Regions from separate parts of the Sus scrofa genome. Here region 2 is linked to region 1. Evidence: chromatin contacts called from public HiChIP or PLAC-seq data. All regions are on one chromosome and are shown on one strand. The core of a region is the stretch at or near the end of the contact, and the rest is flanking DNA. Distances in the headings are between cores, read along the strand shown. Region 1 holds the start of TSACC (TSSK6-activating co-chaperone protein). Region 2 holds the start of FDPS (farnesyl diphosphate synthase).

Region 1 (2,700 bases), core at 38-2,537:
CAAATCACAAAAACTGAAACACCAGGGAAGATAGCTAGAGGCAGACAACTTATAAGATAGGCTACCTTGGCAGCATTGATGTTTCCAGACTGAACTTTTCTTCCAGATTCACGCTTTGTGTTCTGGCCTAAAACAGATAAAAACAAAAGGCAATAGTCCAGGACTGCCCCATTGTATATAAGTTATTCATTTATTTCCCAATCTTTGAAAATAAAAACAGGAGTTTCCCTGGTGGTGCAGCGGAAATGAACTCAACTAGGAACCATGAGGTTTTGGGTTCGATCCCTGGCCTTGCTCAGTGGGTTAAGGATCTGGCGTTGCAGTGAGCTGTGGTGTAGGTCGAAGATGAGGCTTGGATCCCACATTGCTGTGGCTGTGGCCTAGGCCAGCAGCTGCAGCTCGGATTGGACCCCTAGCCTGGGAACGTCTATATGCCGCGGGTTTGGCCCTAAGAAGCAAACAAAAAAAAAAAAAAAAAACAAAAACACATACTGGTTTCCCAGATGTATACACTGATCAAAGCTTACCAACTTATACTCTTCAAATATGTGCAACTTTTTGTATATCAATTGCACCTCAACGAGCTGTTAATAAGTAAACATACATACTTATTTCTTTCTTTACTTCAACTCCTGGTATACTAAGAAACAATTCATAAAGCTTCAACTTTGGAATCTTAGTCATCACTTTCTCTCTAATCAAATATTCATGTATGTATAACAAGGATTCATAACCTAAGATCCATCAGATTTTTAAAGACCTGGTGACCCTAAAAAAGCATCAATCACTCCCTTATGTAAAAAGGAAAACTTGGGGGATTCATGTCCTCATAATTGGGTACACAGAATCATACTGACATTCCCAGCGTAATTATTAAATAGTTCCTCCCCCCTTCTCCCCTGTGTGCTATGGAATGAGAACACACACTCAAAAGCATCTGGGTTTGCGAGATACAATCACTTCATGCTTGGACATAACCAGAATGCCTCAGGAACCCACTGACCATCAGTAAGTGTGACCTACATGTTTTAATAGGAAGTCTAATAGGTTAGGGCCGCTAATGCAAGGGATTAACTCCGACCTCAAAAGAGCTGAACAACGCACTACTCACCTTAGGGCCCTCTCAATGGCTATACCTGAATCAAAAGAATGTTTATTTCACTCCTCTCTCCAAATTATACTTCCCTACAGTTTGTTGTAAAATTTCCCACCCATCAAACCTAAACATTCATTCACAGTTCTCAGGATTTAGATTCCTATTTCAGGCACTGATAACCAAAATCCTGCATGGACCTTTCTGATTGGATTCATCAGAAAAAAATTGGTTTTTTTTTCTGGGTTAAGTGGATTCTTGTTTGCAAACAGTTATTTTCCAGGTATACAGAAAATCGATAGCATTCTACACGCATAAGAGAGGGACGGAAAATGACTAATAAGGCTGAGATTACACAGAACAGAAACATACCCGAGGAAGACAACAGAAATGCGACTCATTCCCCATAGGTAAAGAGACCCAATGGAAAAATGTGGGAAAACTCAGTTGGTAAGTGGGAAAGATTACCACGGAGGGGATATCAAGGGAATAACTACATCTAAGATAAACCAGTGAGGAAGGTAGGGTTACTTGAGGAACAGAAGTTGCAGAATGGAAATTCAAGAGGACAATTACTGAAAATACAAATAACCAAGGCTACCACTCGCTCTTTTAAGCAATTGTCTCTACTTATCTCACTTGAGTCACAATCTTACGGGAAAATAGTTAATCCTAATAATAAAGATGGAAACGTTTCAATCAAACAACGTGGCTGACGCCACACCACTACTAAGGGATGGGCCAAGGTTAAAATGCTAGGCCAAACTTAAAAGCCGTTAGTCACAAAACTGCACACTGAAAATCACTCAAAGAAGGTTGCAAGGGCGGGGGTTGGAGGTGAAGAACAGAATGCCGAGTGGGAAGCATCTTCCCGAGGCCAGAGCCCGGAAAAATGAGGCTCGAGAGAGAAAGGTCAGTTTGCGTTTGTGTAGACATGGGAATACGTTAAGGGTAGACAGGAAAGCAGAAGGGGCTTCCAAAATGAACGACTGGAAGGCTCAGGGGCCGGACCAGGGCGGGACTGGGCTGAGGCAAGGCTGTAAAGTGCCGAAAGAGGGAGATGAAGAGGGGGTCCCTTCCCCAGCTTTCCCAAAACTCACTAAGCACGAGCACCGGACGATGGCCCATCATGGCGGCGCGATGCAGAGCCGGGTACCCAAAGCAGGGGGAACCGGCAGAACCTTCTGGAGAGAGAGAACCAGCGAGAAGCCCAGAAAACGCTGCCTCCTCAGGGCTTACACCCAACCCCGCTACCCTCCCGGGCGCCCCCAATCACCGCACCCATCTCACTGACCGGCACGGAAACAGGCCAATTGACATTCTTAGCCCCGCCCCCTACGCAAGAACGCGGGGCAAGCTAGGTAGAGAGAGCACGGTGATGGCAATGAGAGGGCAGAGGCGCTTGCGCAATGGGGTGGCCGCTCCCGGCCGCGTGCGGCGCGAACCTTGGCGCAAGCGCCAAGGATCGGGTAGTTGGCCGGAACGCCACTGCGCATGTGTGTCAACTATAAGGGTGGGTGCTGGGGTAGAGGCTTTCCATTAACACCGCAGGTGAGGTCATTAAACTCATGCGTCTCGACTCCTTTCGGACGCCAAGGTGGAGAATG
Region 2 (2,700 bases), core at 3-2,502, 780 kb before region 1:
TACGAGGGAAAACATCCAATCAGAGTGGCTCGTCTCCACCCTGCCAGTACACGCTAGATTGCGTTGTAGTTGTCCCTCCCGTGGCATGCCGGGAATTGTAGTTTACTGGGCCTTTCTGCCTATAGCGAAAAGAGATGGAGAACTACTAGTCCCAGAGAGCTGAGCGTTGAGGAGTCCGGTTTTTAGGCATACCCCAGCAATTCTCTGGATCCACAACCGGCATCCAGGAACAGGTGAGAGAGGTCTCGGGCAGGGAGTGGAGGCACGGGTTAGAAACTCAGCCTTACTTCTGTAGTGATACTTTGAGGCACAGGAGGACCAGTACGTTGTGCTGGAGTTCCCCCGCTTTGGGGGTTGGTGGGACCGACTGGCTAACCTCATGGATGTGAAAAACTCCCATCCCTGTCCTGTGCTTTCCTGGAACCCTCAGTGTAACTGCACATTGGTTTGCTCTTCTACTGCGAACTCTCCCCACCTGCCCACTGTTGTTCTGAGGTTGTCTGCATAGTTCTAGTCTGTAAAGGCTTAGGACACCCAGTCCCAGAGCCTCAGACCACATGTCCATAGCACCCAGGGGTTCCTGTTTCATGTCTCTTCATCTCACAGACTCTGTACCCCTCTTTCTGGCTACTGGGAAGACCTGGATTCTAGGTTTGGTACCCACGTCCTAGGTATCTTCCTACCTCCTAGAGGCTCAGCTTGACTTATATAAAATAGGTTGATTTAAGGGTCTTCCTAGCCCCCAGTTCTGAATTCCTTTACTCTAGACTCTTCTCTCTGTACTCCAGGACTTGGGAAGCAGCCAGGGGTGTAGCAATTCCAGAGAATCCCTGGAGGGGAGGCATTGATGGTTGAAAAGGATAAAGTTAGGTGGCAATAAGTTTTAGTCACCTTTTTTTTCTTTTTGGCGACACCTATGGCATGTGGAAGTTCCTAGGCCAGGGATCCAACCTGCCCACAACAGTGACAAGACTGGGTCCTTAACCACTAGGCCACCAGGAAACTCCAAGTTCTAGCCATCATATTTTAAGTGCAGTTAGTTTATTCTCAGTCACCCAGCTGTACTTTTTGTTCCCCACATTTTTTTTTTTCCCTGTAAATGCCCTCAATCTCATACCAGGAGAAAGTGGGGCCTTCTGGCTATGGAGGTAAAAGTTCGGGGAGGTGACCTGGGGAGCTGCCAACGTGCATCTGCCTTTGGTGCTTGCTCCTGCAGGGAGTGCTCAGTGCCCCTTCCCTGTACCACCCCCCATGCTGCCCCTGTCCCGCTGGCTGAGATCTGTGGGGCTCTTCTTGCTGCCAGCCCCCTGCTGGGTGCCCCGGGAGAGGTGGCTGGGTCCCCTACGGCGGCCCTCCCTGGTGCACGGGTGCCCAGTCCTGGGGGCATGGCACAGTGCTCGCTGCTGGTGCCAAGCGTGGACAGAGGAGCCTCGGTGAGTTTGGTGGGGGTGAGGGGCCTTGGGGAGGGGAGCAGCTGTTCAGGTTTCTGACTTGTCCTCCCTCTCCTCAGAGCATTTTACTCCTCCCTCAGAATGAACGGAGACCAGAAATTGGACGCTTATGCCCGAGAAAGGCAGGATTTCATCCAGCACTTCTCCCAGATCGTCAAGGTGCTGACTGAGGAGGACATCGGGCACCCAGAGATAGGAGATGCTGTTGCCCGACTCAAGGAGGTGAGGGATTTATGACTGGAGAGAGTCTTTGCTCTCTCTGCATGTGTGGGATCCAGCTCTGGCTTTTGGGGGACTTTTGGCAGGGGTGGGAGCAGGGTTTTACCTGAGCGTTTCTGGGTGCCCTCTGGAGGTGCAGGTATACTTAGCCCAGTAGTCCTGCCTGGTGGTTCTTTTGGGCCATCCGCACTGCTTTGAATAAGGGTGGAGGGCCCTGGGGGTGAGGCATTAGGCATCCAGAAATAATGAGGGGCTACCTTGGCAGGGACCTGGGAGGAAGGCAGTCTGAGATGGGCTTGGGTGAAGCTAGTGCATCAGAAACTCCTGCTCTAGGACAAGAACTATTGCTGAGATACTTAAGTTGCCTTATTGTTTTATTCCTTTTTTTTTTTTTTTTTTAAAGGGCCACAAGTGTGGCATATGGAAGTTCCCAGGTTAGGGGTCTTATTAGAGCTGCAACCACAGCAACACCTGATCCTAGCCATGTCTGACTTACACCACAGCTCATGGCAGCACCTGATCCTTAACCCACTGAGCAAGGCCAGGGATTGAACCTGTGTCCTCATGGATACTAGTTTGCGTGCATTACTGCTAAGCCACAATGGGAACTCCTAATTCTTTTATTCTTTTAGAGTATCTAGTAATTCTTACTATAAATGCTCTCTCATTTGTCTGAGGGGAACTAAGGAGAAGGGGGTGTGTCTACACTGGGATGGAGATTAAAAGGGAAGTCTTCCCAGTGAATTAGATCTAAGGGCAGCCAACGGCACAGAGGTCCCAGCAGGACATGCCATTGGAGGAGTGGGGGACGGGTCCTCCACCCTATGGTCTCCTCCAAGATTTCCTCTGGCCGACTTTGGGTGGGTGGGTGGGGGGGCTTTAATAAAGTGAGAGAGGCTTTTCATTTGCAGATAGGTTGAACTGTGGGTAGGAGGAGGGGGCTGGGAAAGGAGGAATGGACTGTGAAGGGGAAGCGTAGGAGAATTGGAGGAGACCCAAACACACCAGCCATTCCTATGTACATTCTCTG

Evidence for each region. HiChIP or PLAC-seq counts read pairs in DNA pulled down with a chosen protein or histone mark.
Region 2: an H3K27ac HiChIP or PLAC-seq map of skeletal muscle shows a contact between it and region 1, with 6 times the contacts expected there. The contact joins the promoter of FDPS here to the promoter of TSACC in region 1. A contact is called at or near these places in 1 of 5 promoter capture datasets (liver) and 1 of 2 datasets of contacts at active chromatin or transcription factors (skeletal muscle).

Annotation. Positions count from the first base shown.
Region 1 is chr4:93,733,616-93,736,315 of Sscrofa11.1, reverse strand. It overlaps TSACC (TSSK6-activating co-chaperone protein), which reads left to right and starts at 1,287. Exons shown (of 4, transcript XM_013996980.2): 1 at 1,287-2,005. CCT3 (chaperonin containing TCP1 subunit 3) reads right to left here and starts at 2,349. Exons shown (of 14, transcript NM_001244180.1): 1 at 2,194-2,349; 2 at 66-127. The coding sequence starts at 2,224.
Region 2 is chr4:94,512,246-94,514,945 of Sscrofa11.1, reverse strand. It overlaps FDPS (farnesyl diphosphate synthase), which reads left to right and starts at 1,252. Exons shown (of 10, transcript NM_001185131.1): 1 at 1,252-1,433; 2 at 1,511-1,673. The coding sequence starts at 1,252.